2 separate regions of the Nothobranchius furzeri genome follow, and region 1 is linked to region 2. The links are chromatin contacts, called in public Hi-C maps. All regions are on one chromosome and are shown on one strand. The core of a region is the stretch at or near the end of the contact, and the rest is flanking DNA. Distances in the headings are between cores, read along the strand shown.

Region 1 (6,444 bases), core at 1,137-3,636, 180 kb after region 2:
CACACTTATGTGATGACAAAGGAAACAGCACTGCTCAGTCATTTGCACAAAACTTTGAATTAACAGGGGTGCCCAATCCTGGTCCTGGAGGGCCGGTGTCCAGCACATTTTACATTTTAGTTGTTCCTCTGTTCTAACACACTTGATTCAGTGGTTGAATCACCTAAGCAGCAGCTCATCAGGCTCTGCAGAAGCCTGTTAATCACCTGCTGATTGAAATCAGGTGTGCTGAACTAGGGTTAAAACTAAAACATAATGGAAACCGGGACCAGGATTGAGAGCAAGTTTGGAAAAATGTTTCAATTTGACATGTTTTTCCTGCAAAAGCATTTTTGAAACACATTGAATTTGTTCAGAAAGTTTCACACAAATGTTTCAGATAACACAACTTGTTTGGCAGCATTTCTGTGTAGATCTTTGATTTGTTTCAGTTTTAGTTTGATAAAATTGACACCAGAGGAATTCACATCCATCTAACAAATCCCAAAATATATTTGACTACTTCTATTTCAGTTATGCATTGGATTTTCATGTTTTGCAAAACACCACTATTGCATGATTTTTTGTTTACCTGCAACTACACACCTGGTTTAAATCAATGGGTGATTTACAGGATAGAGGATGTGTTGAGGTGATTTTGTCTTTGAATAAGGGGTGTTGGAGCAGCTATGCAAAGCAGGAGTCTCTTGGATCTTATATTTAAAACAGTATAGTTCTTCCACTGTTTTATCAGTAAATGACAACTGTGTAAAAAGTGACAACACCAAAAAGGACATTTGTATAAAAGTTTATTGGAGAAACATCAGTAAAAAACACTGCAAAAAGTGCATTTTTTTAAAGTAATTTCTTGTTTTGACAGATGGACCTATAATACCAAGCAGGCTAAATGACAACAACAACAAAGACATCATCTCCTGGAAATCCTCACTGTCCTCCTTGCAGAAGATGAGTTTATTCCAGTTCATTGACCATGTAGGACACGAGATCATCGACGGATGCGACGAGCATCTGCCTCCTTACAAGCAAAAATAAAACACCTCAGATAAAAAGAAGCAGAGGGACAAATCCATGTGAACACACCGACATCATCACCATCACAAATAAAGGATGCAGAATCTTGTGTCAGTATTCCCCCTCTCTCTCCTCAGATGGGGGTGGCTCAAACGTCTGGATCGAACACCTTCTCCTTTTCCTGAGGCATTATAGTCTCTTGAACGTACATTGTGAGGTAATAAATAGCATTAAATAGAGGCTTAAATAAGTTTTATCTGACAGGACCTGAATGCTAAACAAGTTGGGAGTGCAAACGACAAGTTCAGTGGTGACACCAACACACCGTGCAGGCCTGAGATGGAGCTGTTGTTCACTGCCACTTAAATAATTGCTCATGAATATCATCAGCAGCAACAGCACAGACACGGCTGAAGGAGTAGAAAAAGGCTCAAGTCAGTGGGAGGGAAACCCAGCTTCTGTGCGTTTTCACTGGCCCCATCCTCCGATGCCAATCTCCTTCTTGTAGCGTTTGGTTAGGGAGTTGGCCTGCTGCGTGAGTTTGGACAGCACTCCCTGCAGCCCAGTCAGGTGGAACTGAAACTGCTTCTCCAAGTCCTCGTCGTCCTCCTCTTCCTCTTCCTCGAATGACAGTGATGAAGCGGAAGACGCGGTGGATGAGGTGGACGCGGAAGAGCTTGAGCGCGTGCGCCCCTCGTCCACCGATGCGCACCGGACCCCCCACTCGATGTCCGTGCGGATGGACTTGAGCAGCTGGTAGTAGCTGTACATGTCCCCCTCGTCCATGTCCGACTTCAGAGAGGCTACCTCTTTGTCCTCGTCTAGCGGGACGTCCCGTAGCAGGCTGGGAACCATGATGGTCTGGTCCATGTTGTTTACCGCGCCGATGAAGCGGTTCATGGCGTTGAAGAGGGAGTTCTTCTGGTTGGGGGTCTCTGGGAGCTGCATCATCATTTTGCTTTTAGTTTCTTTCTCTCAGTTCTTGTTGAGTTGAAAGAAGTGCGTCTTCGTTGGTGTTGCTTCCCTTGACTGCGGTGCTGACTTCCTTATATACGTACAGGGCTACAGGTGGAGCGAGCGGCAAAGGCGGGGTTCCAGAAACTTGTTTAGCGAGTTTCGGCAAGTGTAACCGGACACAAATGACCTGAAGTGACACACAGATAGGAACAGATGAGCACAAAGATCTGGGACGTTTTCTGGATGAGGAGAGACCGCCAGCGGGTAGCTGCAGGGCAAAAACACAGTTTAACATCGCAAAGTTTTCTACTCACCGAGCAGAAACTGGAGTCTGTTCTTTGATTTCTCTTCCGGTGAGAGACTCCAGCATTTCTCACATTCTGTTCTGATGAGCAAAACCGCTGATGGGCGTAGGTGTGAAGAATTTGCATGAATATTCATCCAGAGAGTCATCGGCCCACTGTTCCGGCCTCTGATCAGCCAATCAGAGGCCGAGGATGGCTTTGGGAGGGCGTGGTCACACACAGAAAAAAAAAAGATGCCGGCTGCACACGATGCTGCACACAGGGCAGTTCTCAAGGTTTGAAAAAAAAAGTTCACCTGTGAACTTAGAAAGTTCAGATAGAAGTTATCTAATGTCATCAAGATCAGATCCCTGTTATGGTTTTGCTCTGAAGAAACAGTCACGTAGGGCTGCAGGTGAGAAGGCACACTTTAAACCACGTTTTGTCTAATTCATGGTGGCATGGCAATAGGTTTTATATTAATGCTCGAGAATTTTCAGGATGTACTGTTCAGAAGAAGCAAGAGGTGGACCAATGAACCAGGACTTCTGCAATAATGAGGGGTTTGATCCAGTCTGTCCTGGGTCCTGGACTTCCTATTTCCTGCTCCATCCAGGTTTCAAATCTCATCAATGACCACAAGATTTGTTTAGATCATGAGCAAAACTCCCAGGCTCATGAAAAGTAAATATTCTACTGCAGGCACTACTAAAGCACAAATAAAAACCTTTAAAGGGTTTTAGAAAAGTCTCAGAAATATGTCTAAGGTCACTTGTACACACTACAATTGTGGCTCCTTTAAAAATGTGGAACACTCATTTAATCAATACATTTGTAGTGGTCTCTAGTAGGAATGAATGCTTTGTAAGTATTTCTCGGAAAGGGGAGAAAAAACACCGGCGCACCAGAAACTAGAAGTGAGCTTTTTTAAAATGCTTTTTTATATCTTTACAATTTTTATATTTTTTGTTTTTGTGAAGCGCCTCGTGATTTTTATCTAGAGAGGCGCTATAGAAATGATATTTTCTTCTTCTTCTGAGCCACATCACAGCTGAGCTTCAGATGGAAAGGTTTGGGGTGTTTCTCAGTGCCAAGGAACCTCGCCTTGATGCCTTGCCCTGCCTCGGTTGCCTAGGAGATACGTCATCAGGAGCCACCAAGACGTGTTCCAATGTTCATGTTCTACCGAGGCGTGTGTTCTCCGCTTGTTAGCCGTTTAGCTAGCTGAGCAAGAGGTGTCTTGTAGCCTAGCCTTGGTCAAAAATTACCCACAATACACAGCAGTATTTTGAAAAGGATGGCGGATCAAAAGTCGGCAGCTACTTCGGGGGCAAATTTCAAGTTTAAAAGTAAGTCAACTAATTTAAAATGTTTTTTTAGATCCAAAGAAGTTATCTATTGTTGCTTATAAGTTGCAGCTTCGGTGGCTAGCGGGTAGAAACTCTCTTAAATATTAAACTTAACAAATATATACACAATTTAAAAAGTAAAAGGCTCGTTATATATTTATATTGAAACAAATACATATAAAATATAATGTTATATCCCGTGTCGCGTGCTGTTACGTGACCGCCATGGAAGCCTCGGTCACATGATGCAAGTCTGTTCCATTTAACCGCTTTCTTTGACCAAGGAAGGACAGTGTCCTCGCAAGTAAGGCACCTGGCCTCGCAAGACATCTCCTGGCAAGACCAGGCGCCTTGACATTGAACACCCTTGGAGTCTTATTTCCTGATATTTGGACATCTTGCCCCAGATTGGGTAACAGCAACGCGACCACTGACTTGCAACACTGATGTTTCATCTCCACAAATAACACAAGTTTGGAGGTGTTCTGCAGTGTGGTGAAGTTGCTAATGCTAATGGTTAGCTTGTACTAGCCAAAATGTTCCTGCTGTTTCCTGGACGCCAATCCAACAACAGCCTTCCCCTTTGCGAGTGAAGATGGGAGAGTCCATGAATGTTAAGTGATTGTGTGACGTAGATAAGTCAGACTTTTCGAATCCTAGAGTTTCACCGTCTAATTTCTATCAGAAGCTAATGCAGGAGATAGGTGTAGGAGACTTGTTCTGCTCAGCTTTCATGAAAAACTTAGCGACCAATAACAATCAGAATTAAGATTAAAAAAATATTTTTGCAGTGTTTGATACCTTAAATCAAAAATTCAGTTGATGTAACATGTAATGGAAATATTACAGAAGGACGTGTTTGCGTTTTAAACTCTCATTTGCAGAAGTTAATGTATTTAGTTGTTTCCTTTCTGTGACTCTTTCATCCATAGAGGTTAAAAAAACTGACTAGTTTTATGTTACACCCCAAACCAAACTGTTGCACCAGACAGGTCCCTGCAGCGAGGCTGGACAGCTGATGTCCTCCCCACCCCCAGCTGCTGCCGGTAAGCACGGGCTACTCCCACGTGTCTCCTGCAACAGAAATAACCTAACAACAGTACTCCGTACAGCGTACTGGGGGGATTCAGGCTGAAATTTGAGCTTTGGTAAACACTTCTTGTCAAAGTGACACAGTAGAAAGGTGTTTATCCATATGTATGGTGTTAAATCAAAACATGTTAGGCACATAGAGTGCTCGCTGACCCTTGAAATGGGTCAGCAGTATGTTAGGGGGATGAGCTCTAGGGAAGAACACAGGTGGCCTGACTGAAATTGTGCTCGGGGCACAGGCTGTTCCATATGCAAGAAAATGAATCAGTGTTCAAACATTGTTACCAGGCAAGAATGAGGGGAGGGAATGCATGCATAGATGGAAAAACCTGCCAGGTGAGTTTCTCCCTTTGTGCGTGAGCCTCGACTACCTTCTATTTCTGCCTTTTGGCATCACTTGTCTCTGAGTTTTTTACAAACTGTTTCAGAGCTGCTGCTCCAAAGCCTAGAGCCATAGAAAAGAATCATAGAAAGAACACATCATCATCAGCAAACAATAAAGAAAGCATGAACCAAATAAAAAAGCACTGATGTCATTTTGTTTATCAATTTTTCTGTCATTGATAGTGGTCCTCTTGAATAGAATTGAGAGAAGTCTTGATTACTGTCAGATTTAATAAAATGTTGTAGGTTGAGAAGATTTTTTTTCCATAAGATGTTACAGGAAATGGATAACTTCACGGAAAGGCCCGAACACATATCACAAAATCCACAGAAAGCGTTGGGAATAGGCAAGGCAATGCAGCTTTATTTATATTACACAGTTCATACACACAGAAGCAATTCAGTGTGCTTTCCAATTAGCAACAACAGCAAAGACATCAAAATCAATGTGACAGCACAATTAAAAAACACAAATTAAATTTAGATTTAAAAATTTAAAAGAAAATTAAAGAGCAAGTCACCCCCTACCAGAGTCTTACTCCACTCCCACTTCCGGTTTGAAAAATGCAACAAATGCTGTTGTCAGGCAGACTGAGAGGCCGGAGCCGCTAACAAATACACACACAGGCTCACAACAACATTGTGACATCACAATGTACCAGCTAACGTCATAGTGTACCTCTTAGCAAATAGAGAAAGCAGATTAAAATTCAAATGCAGTGCAGTTTTTACCTGAAGATGGCGCAAGACTGACAGTTTTAGGTAGAATATTTAACGGTATTGGCCAGACTCGGCATTAAAATTCTAGAAATACAGTATAACTGCATTTGACCATCTATATAAATATGAACTAGGTTCAGTTTTTCATTTTGTTAAGGACTTTTGTCGTAAATCATTACAGAAAATCCAAATCTTCTCCTCCAGACAGTTAAGAACTGTGTTTTGCATAAGTCACTCCAACACATGAAGGTTTTCAATTTTGATTTAAACATTACTAAAGATGGGGCACATTTGAGGTCATACGGAAACTGATTAATCTCTGTGCAGCATAGTAGCTAAAAGCAACTTCACCCTGTTTGGTTCTGAGCTGTGGTTCTAGCAGCTGACTGCTTCCTAATGATCTCAGAGTCCCGCTGTATCATGGGTGGTTCTGTAGGTTGAGTGTTTTGCAGTCATGTTTCTGGTTTTATTGTATTTCTGGTACTTTCTGTTTTATTTTGTATATTCACTTCCTGTCTCATTACAGGCAGCTTCACGACCTGAGGCTCCTCACTAATCAGCCTTATGTCTTGCACCTGTGTCCTGGCTTCTCCATTTATGCTTCTTTGCAAACAGATTCCTTTGCCATATATGTATTTGTATATATA
Region 2 (6,489 bases), core at 2,623-5,122:
TGTTTCAGCCTACAGAGCTCCGGTGTCTGGTCTGCACCCGAGCAGATCCTGTACCGACACCGGACGTAACTATAAACACCCGGGGACACGGAAAGAGAAACAACCAATTACATGCAGTAAATTAAGTTAGGGCGGGGCTTATCTTATCTGTCGGAATTCTGATTGGCTAAGAGGTTGCAGTACATGTGATACAATCCCGCCCAACGTCGTTGATGATCTGATCGTGGGTGTACTAGGATGACTCAGCAAAAATCTGTGATTGATTTGCCACAATTTAATTATTTTATTTTTCTTTTACATGTTTTTCTGTGTATCTAGAATCGTGTGAATTTGAAGTGGTTTTCTTTGAATAAATCTTATTTATGCAGTTTTATTTTTGGAGTTTCATCCTACCCTACAGTCCCGTATAACAATTACATATCGGAGTACATAATTTACTCAAAAATCAGAAATCAAAAAAGCATATCTTCTATAATGAGTAAACATCAGGGAGGTCAATGTAATACTTTATTTTAAAGCATTTATAGAGCTGTCCTTATACAGTGTTACTAACACATCATGTATGATCAACCTTTTCTGTGATCCAACAAATATTTGTTTTAATTAGAAGCACAAACACACCTGAACACAATATTTCACAATAAAAGCACAGCAGTTCTGCAAACGTGTGTTTTCAATATATACAGATAGATTTAATTTAATTTAAACATAACAAATCAACACCACAATGAAAACAAATATCACTCTTTCACAACATTAGGACATATTTTATCTTCATGAGGGAAAATAGATGCAGTCGCTAAAGAAACCAAGTTAGCGAGGAGGAATGATGAGAGCTGTGAAGCTGAGGAGAGGAAGTCTGTTCTAAACTCGGGACAGATAACATCGCTGTAGATACGTTTCAGGACCACTACTCTGATGTTAAAAAAAAATGTGTTCATATCATCAGCTCAGCACGTTAAGAAGGAAGGTGAAAGTATTCATCATGCTCTTCGTCCCATCCAACCGTCACACGTTTTCACTGCAGAAGACCTCAAACACACAAAACACAAACATTCACATAGGAGCTTCAAGGAGACACCGGGAGTGTTGGCGGTCAGGACTCAGTCCATCCTGATCTTCTGATTAGTCATCCTGTAGATGATGCTGTCATATCCAGGGTCCATGTTCCACAGATTGTAAGCGATGGCGATGACGGCGAGGGCCAGAGCGATCATCAGCCACAGCACAATGTTGAAGATGACAGCGTACTGAAAGCCGTACTTGTGGGCCAGGTTGTAAGGGCGGCCTGGGTTGCTCTGGAAACATTCAACAAGTCAAAGTGTCACCTATAGGAAGTCCCATATGAATCCCACTTAGCCCAACAAGTCCAAACAACCACATCTACTTGCCCCCATGCTTTATCTCACATGCAAACACGACACAGACAATTATTAATGAAGAAATAAAATGCTGTCAAAGACATTCAGAAATCCAGGAGTACCACGTTAAATATTTTAATGAATTAGAGCGACTATTTTAGGCATAATTAGATTTTTGTTTTTTTTTACCATTTTACTGAACCAGTGCAGAATTTTAAAGTCGACTTACAATCTGCTTAGATTCCAGGATTGAACGGGACTTCCTGATCAAAGGAGCCTCAAAGGTCTTCACTGTGACAACCTCCACCACGGCACCGTTGCCATAGAGACGATACATATCCTCCCCAAACTGTAATAAAAAAAATGTGGTTTATATCAGGTTAAAGTAAACAGTTAGGCAGCATCAGCTTCAGAGTCCTTACTTTCTGAAGGACAGAGGCTATGATGGAGGTGGCATCGCGGTACTGAGGAGAATCTGTGCCATAAAGCCGACTCAACTCCTCCAAACCAGAAAGCTCCAAGGAGTAGAGGTCAGGGGAGATGTCCTTGGCCAGATGTTTGTGTCTCTGTAGCTACAGAAGGGGGGGGGGGGGGGGGGGGGGGGAGTTTTTATCAAGACAAAAATAAAAGTTTCAGCCATGAATGATGACTTACCAGAGCGGTGATGTCATGCAGTACTTGAACCTCAGACAGGAAGAGCAGATCAGCCTGAAAACAAAATGAGTGTTGATTACAAAAACAAACAAAACAAAATTCTGCTGTTAGGAGAGGGATGCATCTCAAAATGTTAGATTTGGCGTCACGGCAGTCATCGACTAACTTCTGAATTCCTGCTGAGAGAATTGAGTGGAAGCGAGGTCAGCACGGAGCTGTCCTGCGACAGCCGAGCACGGATCTGCTGCAGGGTGACCGGCAGGTCCTCAAACACGGCATTGGCCTTGCCGAGCATGTAAAGTCGCTGAAAGGGAAAACAAAAGCTTAGGAATATGAGAAACATTTGCCTTTACAGTATTGCCCCAGAAATTTGTAGTTTCCTGTTGTACACTGGATTTGTTTTTACCTCCTCGCTGGGAGCCAGCTGCAGCACGACAGGGGTGTACTCAGCAAACAAAGAGTGAACAGTCTCTGCAACACTGTCCAGGGTAAAGGGTACCGGCTGGAAGAGAGAAGATAACTCTAAACTCAATATTAAGCTAGAATTTCACATTTCTGGTGTTGGTCTGACTTACGTTCTCCAGGGGGTACGAGGCAACGCTCTGAGGAAAGGACAAGCTGTCGACTCCTCTCACTACCACAAGCACGTTAGCTCGAGGTCGCTGGAATAAAGGACCAGCCTGAAGGCCGGGCCAAGTCAAATCCTGTGTGAATAATAAAAAAATAAATAACCACGAGCCCTAAATAAAACTGGACAGAAATGACACACACATGAGATGGTAAATAAAGCACCTCTTGAATAGAGAAGCCCATGGTAAGAGCCACCAGGTCGGGGATCTTCGTCCCAGATACCGGCCAGTCCCCTTTCTGGAAAGACACAAACTCTGGTGCTTGCAACACCGTAAGGCTGTCTCCAAGGACACCTGCGGGACAAAAGCAAAAATAACTACAATTTTCCCACAGGGACAGACTTGATCCTTAGACTGTTATATTATCTCCTAACCAATTGTGTATTAGATCACATTTGTTCATGAAAAGTATCTTAAATGAGGTGGATCATATTTTAGAAAGTCAAGCGAATGAGTATAACCTCAAATTACATATTTTTAGTATATTTTCCGAGTATTGTGACCTTAAAAAGGTTATAACAAGCGTCCTAGTAATATGTATGACAAAAATAGAGCTTAATCATGACCAGCCCGTATGGAAGAATCCACTCGTGACTAGAGACAACAGGGATGCGAGTCAATAAAGAGGAACTAACTAGTCACGTGACAAAGCTGAACATTTCGCTATGTACGAAGAAATTACAATTATTTTTTGGCGATTTAGATTACTTTAAATGTCGCTTGACAATTTGTGAGAAAAAACAAATACACATTCACTGTTGGTTCTAAAGTTAGCTGCAAGCTAATCTCCAGCTGTTAGCACTGCTATTATGAGCAAAGCTGTTATTATTCTCAGCGATCCGGCACTACGACCCTTTTTGTTTATTATTATCTTTAAAACATTCATAGTTATATCTACGCAACACTAAAACACACAGGCAGACAAAATGTCAGAGTAAATGAATGCTAACAACGCTAACTGGACTGTATTTGGTCATTGAATGATTAAACTCCTAAAGGAAGCGACGACAAAAGGGTTAGTTATAATAGAGTACACAAATGTTAATAAGAGTTTTAGTTGTCGTGCAGTTCCTACCGGTGAGGACACAAAGGACTAAAACCATAGAGTTAAATGTAGCCTCCATCCTTCGGCAGTTCTTCAGCGACATCTTTCTCCTTGTATGTCGGTCAGCTGACGCTATGTGCAGCAAAGCATTGTGGGAGTTTGTGACAGAGTAGCTAAGCTTACCGCTACATAGTGGACAAACCGCTTGTTAATGTTCGATAAAAGCTAAAAAAAAGAGATTTATGACTATATTTCTTTAAATTAACTGTGTTAGGTTTTAGACGTTTAAGACATTATTTATTCGCGATTTTCCTTGAAGGTGCAGTGGGTTTTTTATTTGTAATGTCACTACATCACCACAAAAGGGCGGCAGATCTGACCACAACAGAAACCAAAGATCAAATAATCTCAAGATAGTTCACCGTCTGTCGTCTCTTGTCTGTGTCCTCATCAGCGGCCTTCTTTTTCAAGGCTTTAACCTCTTGGTAGCACACAACTGTAGCAAAGCTGCTGCTCAACTGATAAACCCTGTTCATCTGTTCTACATGCAAAGACAACAAACCCCAGTTTGGTAACAGAGTCCCATCACCAGCCTGAATCTGCCACACACACACACACACACACACACACACACACACACACACACACACCCTATTCTTTGGATCACATGATGCTCTCATGTGAGTGCAATACAGACTGTATCAAACACACATTTATTAAAAAATTAAGTGGAAGAGTGTTTTGTTTTAAGGCAGAAATTTATTATGTTAATATTGCAACTTTTTCTTCCCAGTGAAATTTACATTAGCTTTGTGATTTGATTTGTGTGGTTCCTTCTGTACTATCTTGGTCCAAAATAACTCTGTTTGTAAAACCAAAGTAATTTAAAGTATATTTCGTTTGATTTAACTGCAGAAAATCATGAGATGTTTCTTATTGTCATGGTAATATAATTTTATTTATGAATTTAATTTAATTGAATTGGGTTTGACTGTGGATTGGTGTTGTTGTAATGTCACAGGTTTGCCACAAGATGTCAGCATTGTATTTCTTTTCCCCTAAACCAGCTTCATTTCGAAATTACAATATTTAAATCTTCCTTTACAACAGCATCTCTGCTGCTTAAAAATAAGCAATTGCATTTGAAATTATTTAGCTCTTCAACATAAAAGTAAATATTTGTCCTGAATTTAGCCATGGCCTGTTTATCTGGATCTGAAATTTTGACATTGGCAGCTAATCCTGCTAACACAGAGCAGATGTGACTATGGTTTAGCCTCCATGTGCTTTATTTCTGTGACACAGATCGACTCTCGTCTGCTGTAGCTTTTTTATCCAAATATTCACTGACTGAATGCAGACTTTCATGAGAGAGGAGGAAAGAATGCTCGAGCTGTGCAGCCAATCATTGTTGGGTGAGTCCTGTGAGCCCAATCAAAGCTCATTACATGCATCTAGTCAACTCCAAGTGCCCACCATGAAGAGTTCACACAGGTCATGCTTTACAAAAAGCTGTTTAGGAAGGCACGAGAATCTCTGCAAGACGGAAAAAAGGCCTCAAACCATTGCTCATGTGTGTGTTTAAAAGTGTTAGTTTGAAAAGTTTTATTTTTGTTATTACAAATAAATCAGGCACATTTGACTGACTTTAATAAAGAAGAAGATACTGTTTATTATTATGTAAATTCATGCAGAACGGTCAAGGAATAAATTGTTTTACAAATATTGTGGAGCAAAAAAGTATTTAGTCAGCCACAGATTGTGCAAGTTCTCCCACTTAAAATGATGACAGAGGTCAGTAATTTACATCATAGGTACACTTCAACTGTGGAAAACAGAATGTGAAAAAAAAAAATCCATGAATTCACATGGCAGGATTTTTAAAGAATTTATTTGTAAATCAGGGTGGAAAATAAGTATTTGGTCAATAACAAAAATTCAACTCAATACTTTGTAACATAACCTTCGTTGGCAATAACAGAGGTCAAACGATTACTATAGGTCTTTACCAGGTTTGCACACACAGTAGCTGGTATTTTGGCCCATTCCTCCATGCAGATCTTCTCGAGAGCAGTGATGTTTTGGGGCTGTCGCCGAGCAACACGGACTTTCAACTCCCTCCACAGATTTTCTATGAGGTTGAGGGCTGGAGACTGGCTAGGCCACTCCAGGACTTTCAAATGCTTCTTACGGAGCCACTCCTTTGTTGCCCGGGCGGTGTGTTTGGGATCATGGTCGTGTTGGAAGACCCAGCCACGTTTCATCTTCAAAACTCTCACTGATGGAAGGAGGTTTTGACTCAGAATTTCACGATACATAGCCCCATTCATTCTGTCCTTAACACGGATCAGTCGTCCTGTCCCCTTAGCAGAAAAACAGCCCCAAAGCATGATGTTCCCACCCCCATGCTTCACGTATGGTGTTCTTGGGATGCAACTCATTCTTCTTCCTCCAAACACGACGAGTTGAGTTTATACCAGAAAGTTCTACTTTGGTTTCATCTGACCACATGACATTCTCCCAGTCCTCTGCTGTATCATCCATGTGCTCTCTGGCAAACTTCAGACGGGCCTGGACATGCACTGGCTTCAGCAGCGGAACACATCTGGCACTGCAGGATTTGATTCCCTGCCGTTGTAGTGTGTTACTGATGGCGACCTTTGTTACTGTGGTCCCAGCTCTCTGCAGGTCATTCACCAGGTCCCCCCGTGTGGTTCTGGGATTCTTGCTCACCGTTCTCATGATCATTTTGACCCCACGGGATGAGATCTTGCATGGAGCCCCAGATCGAGGGAGATTA

The links. A called contact is a pair of places that touch in the nucleus more often than the background predicts.
Region 1: a contact with region 2 is called in a Hi-C map of skeletal muscle, with 9 times the contacts expected there. The contact joins the promoter of mid1ip1a here to the promoter of atp6ap2 in region 2. A contact is called at or near these places in 2 of 2 Hi-C or Micro-C datasets (skeletal muscle and tail fin).

Annotation. Positions count from the first base shown.
Region 1 is chr14:27,795,711-27,802,154 of NfurGRZ-RIMD1, forward strand. It overlaps mid1ip1a (MID1 interacting protein 1a), which reads right to left and starts at 2,387. Exons shown (of 2, transcript XM_015966075.3): 1 at 2,283-2,387; 2 at 772-2,155. The coding sequence starts at 1,965. The coding sequence ends at 1,480.
Region 2 is chr14:27,618,112-27,624,600 of NfurGRZ-RIMD1, forward strand. atp6ap2 (ATPase H+ transporting accessory protein 2) reads right to left here and starts at 3,873. Exons shown (of 11, transcript XM_015966079.3): 1 at 3,720-3,873; 2 at 2,808-2,938; 3 at 2,591-2,719; 4 at 2,422-2,517; 5 at 2,182-2,319; 6 at 2,016-2,069; 7 at 1,784-1,933; 8 at 1,591-1,710; 9 at 1-1,298. The coding sequence starts at 3,792. The coding sequence ends at 1,104.